Linked DNA regions of Gossypium hirsutum: region 1 is linked to region 2. A link is a contact called in public Hi-C data. All regions are on one chromosome and are shown on one strand. The core of a region is the stretch at or near the end of the contact, and the rest is flanking DNA. Distances in the headings are between cores, read along the strand shown.

The links. Hi-C and Micro-C count contacts between places; a contact is called where the count stands out from the background.
Region 1: a Hi-C map of leaf shows a contact between it and region 2, with 2.0 times the contacts expected there. The contact joins the promoter of LOC107957591 here to the promoter of LOC107957582 in region 2. A contact is called at or near these places in 2 of 34 Hi-C or Micro-C datasets (both in leaf).

The regions. Positions count from the first base shown.
Region 1 is chrA05:28,631,967-28,638,889 of Gossypium_hirsutum_v2.1, reverse strand. LOC107957591 (transcription initiation factor IIF subunit beta) reads right to left here and starts at 5,564. Exons shown (of 6, transcript XM_016893131.2): 1 at 5,156-5,564; 2 at 4,835-4,949; 3 at 4,277-4,407; 4 at 4,107-4,181; 5 at 3,870-4,019; 6 at 3,253-3,591. The coding sequence starts at 5,359. The coding sequence ends at 3,472. LOC107957590 (protein NRT1/ PTR FAMILY 8.1) reads left to right here. Exons shown (of 4, transcript XM_016893130.2): 1 at 1-1,050; 2 at 1,167-1,384; 3 at 1,544-2,103; 4 at 2,177-3,165. The coding sequence starts at 855. The coding sequence ends at 3,056.
Region 2 is chrA05:28,434,421-28,441,499 of Gossypium_hirsutum_v2.1, reverse strand. It overlaps LOC107957582 (5'-3' exoribonuclease 3), which reads left to right and starts at 2,255. Exons shown (of 23, transcript XM_016893121.2): 1 at 2,255-2,613; 2 at 2,714-2,816; 3 at 2,934-3,010; 4 at 3,189-3,380; 5 at 3,504-3,623; 6 at 3,767-3,829; 7 at 4,036-4,182; 8 at 4,270-4,434; 9 at 4,572-4,649; 10 at 4,746-4,832; 11 at 5,360-5,626; 12 at 5,828-5,923; 13 at 6,296-6,391; 14 at 6,477-6,547; 2 more. The coding sequence starts at 2,410.

The sequences.
Region 1 (6,923 bases), core at 4,315-6,814, 190 kb before region 2:
CGATGGGCCTTGGCCCGTACCAGAAACCCATATTCAGCCACATGAGGTGCATTAAAAAGATATCTTTGGTCACATTTGTCCCCCCAACAAAGATACTTACTTGTTCTACATGTTAGTTGATGTCACAATTTTGATAGCTATAATTATAATTTTACCTCTCAAAGATTGAGATAATCATAAATTTTAACTTCTGAAGAATTGGTATAATCTCAAATTTACACTTCCTGCTTATCTATATATTTTCTGAAGTTAAAAGTTTCATATTTTTTTTATATACATTTTTTTCATATGATTTTTTTAGAATCGGGACTGAAATTTGATATTACACAGAATTTAAAATTTTTGTTGTTATTTTTTGGAGAGGGAGGGATCAATGTTTTTACCAAAAATATATATATATGATTTTGTTGCCTTCTGATATGGGAATATGTTGATTTCTTTGAAAAAGAACAGGCCCTATTTCTGAATGATTCAATACAAGGTTTGGTCTGATAGACAACAAATAATCGTCACTATCTAACCATTACTTCAGCCTGTTACACTTCTCTTCAACCCCATTTGGAGGTAGCCCGATTTAAGCAAATAAAAAAAAAATTAAGACCCATTGTTCCTATTGCCGGCGAAACGCCATCATTTACCCCATCAGTTGGAAGATACTCGTTAAACGTCAAAAAGCAAACCAGACAAACTACAAGACACGTAGCAATGCAGTTTTTTAAGGGTTACTTTTTTTGGGGGGGCAAATTGATCTCTTATTTATGTGAGGACTCAAGTTAAGATATCCCACCAGAATTAATGTTATAGCATTGTTCCCGAAAACAGAACCCACCCCAAGAGTTTCAACAGTGGAAATAATGGAACCTGGTGGTAACCCATTTGAGAAGTCCTTTATTCAGCCTTCTATGGAGAAATTTGTTGAGAATATACAGCAGGATGATGGGAAAATTGAATCATCAACTACATTGGTTGGCAATGGATGCGTGGATTTTAGGGGGAATATTGCAGATAAACAAACAACTGGAGGATGGAAGGCATCTCCATTTATCATAGGTATTCACGAAAACCAGCTCTCGCCTCTCAGCTCAATTTTGGGTATTAAAAGGAGATCTACTGACGTGATTTGTGGTCACTGATTGATTCATGGTTTGGTTTTCTTTGAATTATAGTTAATGAGGTTGCGGAGAGATTGGCATTCTTTGCAGTAGCAGTGAACATGGTGGCTTATTTGGTTTTCGAAATGCACCAATCGCTTCCAGCTGCTGCAACTCATGTGAATGATTGGATCGGAGCTGCCTATTGACTTACTCTACTTGGAGCATTTCTTGCCGATGCTTATTTGGGTCGATTCTTCACCATCATCATCTTTTCGTGCATATATGCAGTCGTAAGCTAGCATTTCCCTTTCATAATTTCATATGCCTTAGATGGTCTAAATCCCATGGCAGAGAGGCTTAAATTATCACTAGTTGGCTCATCCTGAATCATCAGCTGTTGTTGGACCATGTAATCTAAAGGCCCCATGTTCTTCTTTTTTCTTTCTCAGGGAATGATTTTGCTGACGCTATCGGCTTCCATAGACAGCCTGCGACCACCACAATGCACGGCCAAACCATGCATTAAAGCAGCCGGAAACCAATCAGGTTTCCTCTTTGTTGCATTGGCTCTTATAGCCCTTGGAACCGGTGGTATCAAGCCATGCGTTTCATCCTTTGGCGCAGACCAGTTCGACGGAGCTGATGGAAAAGAAGCCCAAAAGAAATATTCATTCTTTAACTGGTTCTTCTTTGCCATAAACATGGGTGCCATTTTGGGGATCACGCTTCTGGTATTTGTAGAAGAGAAGAAAGGTTATGGCAGGGGTTTTGGAGTCCCTACTGTGGCTATTGTTTGCTCCATTTTAATCCTAGCTGCCGGAATACCTTTTTATCGTTACCAAAAACCCATGGGAAGTCCTTTCACAAGGTTTCTCCAGGTTCTTGTGGCTTCTATTAGGAACCATTTTCATGGGGCTCAATTAAAACGTGAAGCTGTTTTATATGAAGTTGATTCGATGGAGTCTGATATTTTTGGTGCTCGGAAACTCACTCGAACGAACCAGTATAGGTAAATGTAGATAAGTGTCACCCCTGTCCCTTGGACATTGAAATTATTTGTATAAGTTGGCTTCTTATTACAGGTTCTTGGACAAGGCAGCAATGGTGATGGATCCTGAAGCTAATACTAAAAGCCGATGGAGGCTTTGCACAGTGACTCAAGTAGAAGAATTCAAGTCCTTCATCAGAATCCTCCCTGTATGGGCATCTACAATAGCTCTTTCCATCTCATTTGCTCAACTCTCGACCTTCTTCATCAGCCAAGCCACCATTATGGGCCGAAAACTTGGTCCAAACTTCAACATTCCAGCAGGCTCGGTCCCTGTTTTCAGTGCCATCAACGCCCTCTTACTCGTCCCCATCTATGAAATATGGATGGTCCCGATCTTATGTAAACACACCGGTCATCGTCGTGGTCTTACATCTTTACAAAGAATGGGTGTCGGCCTATTCATATCTATCTTTGCAATGGCCTCGGCTGCTTTAGTCGAGAAGAAACGTCGAGACCACCCTGATCCATCGTCTTTGACAGTGTTCTGGCTGCTTCCGCAGTTCTTCTTAATTGGTACTGCCGAGGTTTTCACTTACGTGGGACAATTGGAGTTCTTTTATGAAGAGGCGACCGATGGGACGAGAAGCATAAGCAGTGCGATGTTTCTTAGTGAGATTGGAATTGGGAGTTGGTTGAGCACCGCCATTGTTAAAATCATTGAGCGTGCAACCGGTGGAGAACAAACAGGGTGGCTAAGAAATGATCTCAACAAAAGCAGGCTCGATAATTTCTACTGGGTATTGACGATAGTCAATGCTGCTAATTTCTTGAAGTACTTGTGGGTTGCTCGACGATACAAGGGAAAGAATGGCATGGGACGGAGCACTGCTAGGGTCGAGAACTCAGTCAAGATGGATGCTGCTGATGAAGTGATGAAGGATAAAGGGGAGTTTCAAAGCATGGTGTTGTGAAATTCAACAATAATTACTTCCATTCATCTGTAGTTTCCACTTCAAGTTATGATGTGTAACGAATTATCTCACCTTATTTGCAGATCAACAAATTTAATTGTTTTCCTAATTTTAAAATATTGTATTGCTTTGTAATTCGTATTATAATATTTACATGAAAACCTCATAAAAACTATTTAAAATAGTGGTCGAAACATGCTATAAGTTCAGATACCTATAATTGCAATGCAAATTCACAAAGTACGAATATCACAATAGATTATATCATGTGGACATCAAAGTTAATAGCTACAGCTATGTTTCCTTCTTCCTATAATTGTCTATCTATTTATCTGTCATCTTCATGAGGGTTGTTTTCAGACATATTCCGATTAACCAGAGAAAAAAGGAAACGTAAATTACAGCTATATCTGACCTATTCAGCTGCAGTGTCCTCTGCAGATTTTTTATACTCTGGCTTAAGCTCGTAGGTTCCTTGATTGGCGCCTCTCTTATTGTACACGCAGAGCTCGTTCAGTATCTCTTTAAGGAATTGCTGCAAAGTACAGAAAGAACTTTCAAACATGCAAATACGAGCCAAGTGCTAACAAAGAACAAAAACAACAAACTACAGAATATCGTCTTCTCTATCAAGCTGAAATATATAGCCGACTTGAAGTTCTTGCAGAGACTGGCTTTTTCCATTTTAAAAGCAATTTGCCATTTCTATGATGCCAGTAGAATGACATATTACAGAAAAAGAGAACACTTAAATAACCATTATAAACTGTAAGACACAATGAGCAGTATGAGGAAGAAATGTAAGAGGCTTACAGCAGGCTGATCAGTCTCTTGGACAAGTTGCTTCAAAGTCCAATTTGGTTGTCTTTCAAACAGCTTGAACATTATATCTTCCAGTTCCCCACGATCCCTTCGGGTTCTTTTCACGTCTGATTGTTTAACTGGCATTGTTTTCTTCTTATCCTGCTCAGATACAACAGATGATAAGCAATTGTCAATAAGCGCGAAAAATTACAGATATTGTCGTCTAGAGACTGTGTCTCAAAGTACCTTGGGGTTGGATGAAATCAAGCCAACCATTCCAGGCATTGGCCTCATGTGAACTCCACGGTCATTATCTATAACCTTCAAAATGGCATAAAAACAAATAAGATAATTGGCACCATAGTAACATTGAAAGACAATGGCTTACCCAAGCCAAAGCATACTCATTGGCCTACCTGTATTTGCCTGTTCTTGATCATGGACTTATTTGTCCTTTCTCGACACAATCTCCCATATTCCTCGATGTTTTCCTCATGCGGTTTCATGTCGAATTTATGCTCAACTTTTCCTTCCATTGCAACCGAACCTATAGCAAAAAAACGGCACTTAAGATACAAACTAAAGAACAAAACTTATGTAAGAGAAACATCAAACCGGCTTTTACGAGAAAATCATATCACTGAGTAAATTGTTACTTCAAGTCACCATAAACCTCTGACAATTTTGAGCACAAAATGACACCTAGACGTGATTGATAAGCACGAAAACAATGAAATAAACATGACGAGTATAATAGTATTCATGTTTAGGATTTTGACAAATTTAATCGTTTAGGTTTATGTTAAAAAATATGAAACAGGACACACATATATACACTCATACATGGATTGCCAAGTCTAACCAAGCCAGTTAAGAAAAAGGAACGAACTTTACATTACTAAAATTAAGAAAAATAATAATTGAATTAGATAAAACACATAAAATTGAATACTTGAGAAGCAAAGAACCATAACTCTGAACTTGACTTGATTCAGAGAAGACACACATAGGAACAAAGTCTTTGAACATGTTCAAAGAGTAGCTTTTGGGTATTCTTTCGGTCTCTGATCCAGCCACCTCCATAGTAAACTGATAAATGTCAATTCATAAACTCGTAAGGAACAAGACAACGACAAAATTACTACTACAACGTTTAAACATGTCATAAAATCTTTGCCTTGTTAGATTAAACAATCAATAAAAAAAACCTTTTACTAGAATTGCTATATCTAAAAATTCACGATTAAATAATCTGTTAACTTGAACTAATTATTATCTGATCTCAACTAATTTACCTGGTGTAAAGAAGGGTCGTCGGGTTTGAGAGGGTCGAGGGAGAAGACAACCTTGGCGAGAGGCTGAGAATCAGAAGAAGAAGAAGAAGAAGCTAGTTGGCTCTTCCATGACTTGGCGACCACCACGGGGCACTTCATCAACCAAACCGATCTATCAGCTTTTCCCATATCCAAAAAGCCGCCGTTGTTGTGATCTTCATCCATTGTTCAAAGCCTCTGTAAATGACTGACAGTATAAAACTTTCTTATCCACGTTTTGGTGGTGGGGGAGGAAGATTTTGGCAAGGGTTTATATAATTTATTCACTCAATCTGTAGTTTACTTGGTCGTTTCTCTTTGAAATGGACCCTGAGAAATCGGGCGGAGCGAATTCAGGAAACCAGGCGAACGGAGCCTGCCTTACGTGTCTGCCTTTTCCTAAAGGCTAAAACTAAGGTTGAGGTTGAGGGCTGTCCAGAGTTACTGGGCTTGGTTAGGTTATTTTGGGCCTTCGACTCAAGATAACTCTTTTTGGCCCATCACTTGATTGTTCTAACCAAACTTGGCTGCAGTTAATCAGGATCGCAACAGTATGGGCCGGACTTCGATCCGAGTTTTATACCTCTCATCCTAATATTATTTCCAACTTGATTTTATTTAAAATTATAATACCAAAATTGATCCTGGAAAAAGAAAAATTACTTGGATTCTGACTCTAATCAATTAAAATCTCATAAAAGAGATTATTTAGTTAAAATATAATTAATTATAAAATTAAAAAAGAGAGGATATTTTAATAATTTTGGTGTAGGTTTGATTTTAATACGACTTTGAAATTTTTAATCGAAAAAATCTACCCAAATTCGATTTTGAAAAAGAAAAGGTATAATGACTTATATAGCCTCCCAACTTTATAAAAAAAAGTTATTTTAGCTCTTCATTTAATTTTATCTTTTAGTCTTTAAACTTGCATTGTTTATCAAATCACCCCATATTGGATGAAAAAGTTAAATGTCTGTTAACTTTACCGACATGGCATCCATGTGTAGACCTGATCATGGATTGGGCCACTTATCTAGGCCCGAAGGCTTGTTTGAAAAGTGGCAGAGTTTGGGTAAAAACATAGGCTCAAAAAATAGGCTTGGGCAAAAAATAAGGCTCATTTTCTAAACGTGATAGGTCTCGTGTAGGATTTTTGGCCCAAGCCCAGCCCGAATCAGCTTAAACTTTTTTTTTGTTTTGTTTTCATTTTGCTATAATTTCACTATTATATTGCTACTATTTTATTATTATTATCTAAATATTGTATAACTTTTATTTTATTGTTAATTTTGCTATTATTTTAAAGGCATTAATGTTATTTAAGTATAAAAACTTTTTGTAATAGCCCATTTTTTAGTGGTTTCGGGACAATAATTCTGACGTGTGAGTTTGCAAATATTATTTATTTAATATTTATGAAGTTATGTGAGTGTCGTATTAAGATTTGATTTGGTAATTTTGACGTTTGGCTAGTTAATTAAAGAAAAAGTACTAAATCGTAAAAGATGTAAAACTTGATCTCTATTGATTTTTATTAACTAAAAAGCATAATTAGAGTTTTTTAATGGATTTAAATGATAAATATACCCTTTTTCAATAGTGTTGGACGGTAAGTGAGATTTTATTTAGTTAAAGTGTGATATAACTTATATTATAAATATTTTTATATAATATAATAGTTAATAAAACATAGAAACAAAAGGGAAAAAAAACATTTTATTCGGCTTGTTTATCATCTTTTTTCACG
Region 2 (7,079 bases), core at 1,006-3,505:
GAAAATTATTAGTACTTCTATTTTAGTTATTCAACGATGAAAAAAAAATCATTTCTATCATTAATGTTTTCAACATTTGATATTTTAGTAAATAGTTAACTAAAAGTTGTAGTGGCATTTTTATTGACATAATAATAAATTTAGTCTTTAATATTTATAAGTTTTTATTAATTTAGTCCTAATTTTAAAAAACTAAAATTTATAAAAAAATAAAAAAATACATGAACTTTAAAAAAAATAAAAAATAAAAAAGGTGTTGAAATTTTTATAAAATAAAATAAAATTATTAAAAATGTGTATACAATTTATATAAAAATATAAAAATAAAAATTTATTTAAAAAAAACTTTCTTTAGAGGTGTTTATAGTTCAAGTCTTTAAATTTATATATGATATTAATATCATATATAGTTGCCCAAACCTAACGTTGCCAGAAACATAAACTATAAAAGTTTTCAACTAACCTATATTTATAAATAGTCAAGATAAGCTCATTTATGCTCACCTTTATTGTTTCTTTTATTTAAAAAAAATAATTATTTAATATTTATTAATTATGTATATCTTTTACTATCATTTTATATTTTTATTTATTAAAAATTTAAACATAAACAATCCAATATATATTTTAAATATTTACATTATAGTATAGTATATTTATAATTTCTTATTATATAAAGGCATAATTGTAAAAAATACCTTCAACGTTTAAGAATTTTTAATTTTGTGCTCTTTACCTTTTTTTTATTGATGCTCTCAATGTAACAATTTTTTGTAAATCAGGTTAATTTTAACAGGAAATATTAATTGACCGTTAGTTAAATGTGACATGTCAAATTGAAGATGATGTGTCAAAAAAAAGAATTAAATATAAAATTAGAAAAAAAAATAATCTGAAGAAAAAAACCCAAATCGGGAAATTCCTACAAACTTTTAAATAAATAACATGAGGCTTAAACAAATTTACATCTCTACTAAACTCAAATATCCATTCCAAATAAAAAACCCCAATTACCAATATGCATTCATCATCATCATTTTAATAAAATATCATAAGATGTATAAGAATCATAAAATCTACCTAGGGTAGCTAAAACAGAAAGAGGTCCAAAAATACTTGCATTACATTTTGCTGATTTTTTTAAAATGGGTAAATTAATTCATACATATTAGATTAATGAGCAAATTAAAAAATAGGTTTATGTACTTTAAAGAGGTAGACATAGCATGCTATATATAACTGTCTAACTATTTTGTCGGTCACGCCAATTTTTAATAATAAAAATGAATGGAATTTTTAACAGAAATAACTAGTTTTTAACAATAAAAATGAGATTATTTTACTCATTTTTCGAGTAAAAAGGACAAAATACAATTTAATTCATAATACATTGGTCTCCATGATACTTTTACCTTTAACTAACCGGCCAAAATCTCAATAAATTTTGCTAGAAAAAAAGACTTTGATGGATGCCCCTTTTTCTCGTCCAATAGAAATGTTACAATACATACAAAAATAGATAAATGAAGAAAAGGGACATCTTGACCCAATTATCCATTTTTTATATCCCCAGGCTTTGAAATATTGTCCGTTAAGCAGTTATTCAAGTCCTCAACAACTAAAGTAATTGTCTTCTGATAAGAGTTTTGTCTATTGTACTCTGTTGAGAATTAATGTTTCTTGAGCCGTTACCCAATAGGCTTGGTTCACAAAGCCAGAAGCATATTGGTTAGTGCACCTACAAGACTTGAAAAAATTATTTATTATTTTGTATAGAATAATTATAAAATTACCTAAACATGGAGGACTTGAACCACCAACCTGAGACATATAGGTCATTTGTTTGCAGTCATGGTACTACTTACTTGCATGGGTCACCACCAACTAGGGCCCTCCCGACTTTATGAATTAAGCTTATTTAATAGCCACTCATGACATATTAACTTTACATTTGATTGTTAAAAGAATTCATCTATTAACATTTTAAAAATTTCTCTGAAAAGAATTGATCTCTCTCAATACTAAAAAAAGACAAAAATATTCATTCATTACTATTTTTTTCTAGTCTGGTCGAGTTAATTCTTTACACCAATTTAAATGGATATAAATGATACCATTAGCAAAATTCCAAACTTACCTTACCCATGCGTGAGTGCACAAAGGCCTGTAACTATTCTGACTAGCAGATTGCCAAATCAATAAGGGTATAACTGTCCATTCATATTATTTTTGTGCCCTAAACCCGACGGTTTGCGAAACATACATTAGCAGAAGCTATAAAGAAAAATCGAAGCTATCCAAATTGTTTTCTTCTTCCCCATTTTTCTCGAATTTAGGGGTTAGGGTTTCCTCATTGGTGTTCGATTTTATTAGAGATCCGCGAGAGGTTGGAATTGCAAACGATTGGAAATGGGAGTGCCAGCGTTCTACAGGTGGTTAGCGGAGAAGTATCCGCTGATTGTGGTGGACGTTATCGAGGAAGAACCGGTGGTGATCGAAGGTGTCTCCATTCCGGTGGATACTAGTAAACCCAATCCAAATAAACTTGAGTACGATAATCTTTATCTCGACATGAACGGGATTATTCATCCTTGTTTCCACCCCGAAGACAGGGTAACCCTCTTGACACATGCATTTTCCATAGTTTCTTCTTTCTTCCTTCCTCGGAATTTTTAGAACCAATGTAATTTGGCTTGTTCGATGTCTCATGCAGCCTTCACCAACAACTTTTGATGAAGTTTTTCAATGCATATTTGATTACATTGATAGATTGTTTGTTATGGTCCGTCCTCGAAAGCTTTTGTATATGGCTATTGGTAAGTAGTGCTTGTCTTAGGTTGAAAGATAAAGTGTATTTATATGCTTGACATGCAGATATCGTGTACTTATGTTTATCTGATAATACTGTCATTTCTTTCTGGAAACTGCGGTAGATGGCGTTGCCCCTCGGGCTAAAATGAACCAACAGCGATCTAGGCGTTTTAGAGCAGCAAAAGATGCTGCAGAGGCGGTATGTATATATTTGTGTTGATTCCGGTACCAATTTGAATAGTGGATGAAATGTTAGGTCATCAAGATATTGTTGGTACTGATATTTCATTTTCTCCACACTTTAATGATAGGAATTGTTGCAAGAAAAGAAGACAATTTGGTTGGTAATTCTGTTCTTGTTAATCTTGCTTTTGCAGGCAGCTGAAGAAGCACGACTTCGAGAGGAGTTTGAGAGGGAGGGCAGAAGGCTTCCTCCTAAAGAGGAATCACAGCTTGTTGATTCGAATGTTATTACACCTGGCACTCCATTTATGGCTGTTCTATCAATTGCTTTGCAGTATTATATCCACCTCAGATTAAATTACGATCCCGGATGGAAAAACATCAAGGTAGTATCAGTGTTATGGTTCCTTGTCTTTTATGTGTTATTCTTTGCTTTCTCTTGACATGGTGGAGAGTTTTAGCATTTCTCTTAGAGTTGTAGCATTTCTCTTACTTTCTTCTTTTTGAAGGTTATTCTATCTGATGCAAACGTTCCTGGTGAAGGAGAACATAAAATTATGTCATATATACGGCTCCAAAGGAACCTTCCTGGTTTTGATCCAAACACACGCCATTGCCTATATGGTTTGGTATATTTCTCCTTCAATATTTTCATTTCTAAGTTTCAAATTAAAAATAAAAATAAAAATTTAAGCATGTGTTCTGTTTATTTTCTTTGGCCTACTTTAGTGGACTAAGATCATGCACTCTGCTTATTGTTGAAATACAACAGGATGCTGATTTAATTATGTTGGCCTTGGCCACTCATGAAGTTCACTTTTCAATCCTTCGAGAGGTTCGTATATTTTACTTTGCAAAATAATATCTATAATCTAGTTTTCTTTCATTTTGTAACTTCTACCTGAGGTTGGCTATTTTACTTGTTTGTAGGTATAAGTAGATGTTAACATTTAAATGAATTTTCTTCGAAGGATGTTTTATCATTCTATTATCATGTTCCCTCTTGGCCCAAAAGTAACAGGGTTTATGAAATATTTTCAGATTGTCTTCACCCCTGGGCAAGATAAATGCTTCATATGTGGTCAGATGGGCCATATAGCGGCAAATTGTGAAGGAAAGGCAAAGAGGAAGGAAGGAGAATTTGATGAGAAAGCTGATGGAAAAGCTGTGGCCAGAAAGCCATATCAGGTTACTTTGCAATTGAATTTACAGTTGGAATTATTATAATGAATTCTTTGGAAAAATTAGAACTTGTTATTTGCTTCATCTTTGCAGTTCCTGAACATATGGACCCTTAGGGAGTATCTGGAATATGAGATGAGAATCCCCAATCCTCCTTTTGAAATTGACTTGGAACGCGTTGTGGATGATTTTATATTCATATGCTTCTTTGTTGGCAATGATTTCTTACCTCATATGCCTACACTCGAGATTCGTGAGGTTTGTATGTTGTTGAAGTAATTATTCTACTGTTGGGTTGTATTTTTATATTGTGATTTTGAATGTAACTTTAGGGTTATTATATGAAGCCAAGGTTTTAATTGAAAGCCTTCCCCTTTTCAATTTGTTAATTTCAGGGTGCAATCAACTTGTTAATGGCAGTATACAAGAAGGAATTTAGATCATTTGGTGGTTATTTGACTGATGGAAGCAAGGTGCCTGTGATCTTATTTGTGACGGCCACTTATTATTCCAGTCATCAAATTTCATCTGGTAAAGTAAAGCTTTTGACTGTATGATTTTTATTTCAGCCTAATTTGAGCAGGGTAGAGCATTTTATCCAAGCTGTGGGGTCCTATGAAGATAAAATATTCAACAAAAGAGCACGGTTGCATCAGGTTTGTTTGAGTTTAGGTTCAATGTGATTCTCTTTAACTTAAACAAAAAATTAGTTTGTATTTAGCTTTTATCTGTGATCCAAATTATTCTGGAAAACTTGCAAATGGTCTTGTTTCATTTTTCATGTAAAAAAGGTTGGGTCTTACCTTGTGAGTCAGTAGTCTCTTTCTATTTCATTCTGCATGTGGTATTCATTATGTGTTCAATCCTCTTTCAGTGCTTGTGCAAGAGATTTACACTATCATGATTTGAACCATGAAAGGAGACTTGTCTAGTACTCTTTGGTGGCAAGATTACCTTTTATGTAATTGAATAACTTCCTGAGTTAAGGATGTAGACCTTATGCTGTTTTCTCTTTTAGTTGTTTTATAATTTTAGACCATTGATCTATATGGGTATATATGCAACTCAAATTAACCATCTGACTTGAGGATCCCTGGAATGAATGTATTACACATGAATTCTACTCATCCTTTAAGCTGGTAAAGAATTCAGTACTAATTTGTTCTATGCTGGTTTCATACAGCGTCAAGCAGAAAGAATCAAACGAGAAAAAGCACAAGCTAGAAGAGGAGATGATGCGCAGCCTCAAGTTCAACCTGATTCTCTGGTTCCAGTTGCTAGATTTCATGGTTCCCGTCTTGCGTCAGGCCCTACTCCTGTGCCATTTCAGCAAACAGTGGAGTCTAATGGTAATGGATCCTCTAGTCGCCCACATAAAGTGCGACGTTTATCCTCGGGGGCCAATATTGGTGCTGCTATCGTCGAAGCAGAAGATAGTATTGAAACAGATGTATGTTTTCCTGCTTCAGGAGAGGCAATTTAATATAGTTCTGACTCCTTCAGCCATTCTTTAGGACTCATATTCCATGGGCTAACCTATGATTTGGTATGAGCCTTGCAGGCGAGGAGTTAAGAGAGTATTAATTATCCTGCTATATATTTTTACCTGATGACACTTACTATACTGTTTCTTTCTTCCCATTGGCATCAGGTGCATGAGAACAAAGAAGAATTGAAAGCAAAACTTAAGGAGTTGATCCGTGACAAATCTGATGTTTTTAACTCCAGTAATCACGAGGAAGATAAGGTTTGAATATGTTCTTAAGTAATTTATGATTTTTTTTTTTAATAATGCAGTTTCTACGAATATTTTGGGCATAGGCAGTAGGATTGGGAACTCTGCTTTCATTTTTTTTGGGATTCAGTTTTCAAAACAAAGATTGTCCCACTCTTATCTCAAACAAGTTAAAAATAATAATTCATATTGATTTGTCATCATATGCAACATTCAATGGGCTTTACCTAATACTTGCAACTTTTTGGCAGTTGAGACCGGCATGCTTAGACACAGCATGCCACCTTAATACAAAAAAAGCTGCTGTTTCTTTCCCTTATTAGCTCACAATGTTTTTGCCATTTTATTCCATGACTTTAATATTTAGCTGCTTGCTCTTGTCAGATTAAACTGGGAGAGCCAGGGTGGAAAGAAAGGTATTATCAAGAAAAGTTTTCAGCAAAAACTCCAGAAGAAATGGAAGAAATACGAAAAGATGTTGTAAGTTTGTGGATCTCTTTGAGGGTGTTGTCTATTGTATTTTTGAATTATTTCTTTAATAATCAGTGGAGCTTCATTTGTGTAGGTTTTGAAGTTCACTGAAGGTCTATGTTGGGTCATGCATTATTACTATGAAGGTGTTTGTTCTTGGAGGTGGTGAGTTTTTTTTACATTCTTACTTTCCTATTACTGGTTGTTCTTGGAGATTGTGGATGTTATTATTAGTGCATAGAATCGGTCATCTTATTCCTTTTTGGTTTTTACCCGAGTTGATTTTTTAGGCCTGATTTTGCTTTGTTTTGGTGAGACTGGTCTGTTAATCAGAATATCGTCATTCTGCTGTAATAGACATTATTTCACTGTTCTGTCATTGAACTTTTTTGTTTCAGGTTTTATCCTTACCATTATGCACCTTTTGCATCTGATCTGAAGGATCTTGGCCAGCTTGATATTCAGTTTGAGTTGGGCTCCCCCTTCAAACCATTCAATCAGTTATTGGGGGTTTTTCCTGCTGCAAGGTACTGTTACTTGTTTCTGCTTTGTTCTCCATCTAAATTTTTGATCCAGTATGGTACTATAATATATTTAATTTGCAGTTCCCATGCCCTTCCCGAACAATATAGGAAGTTGATGACTGATCCAAATTCACCCATTATTGATTTTTATCCTACCGGTATGCAACTTTGCT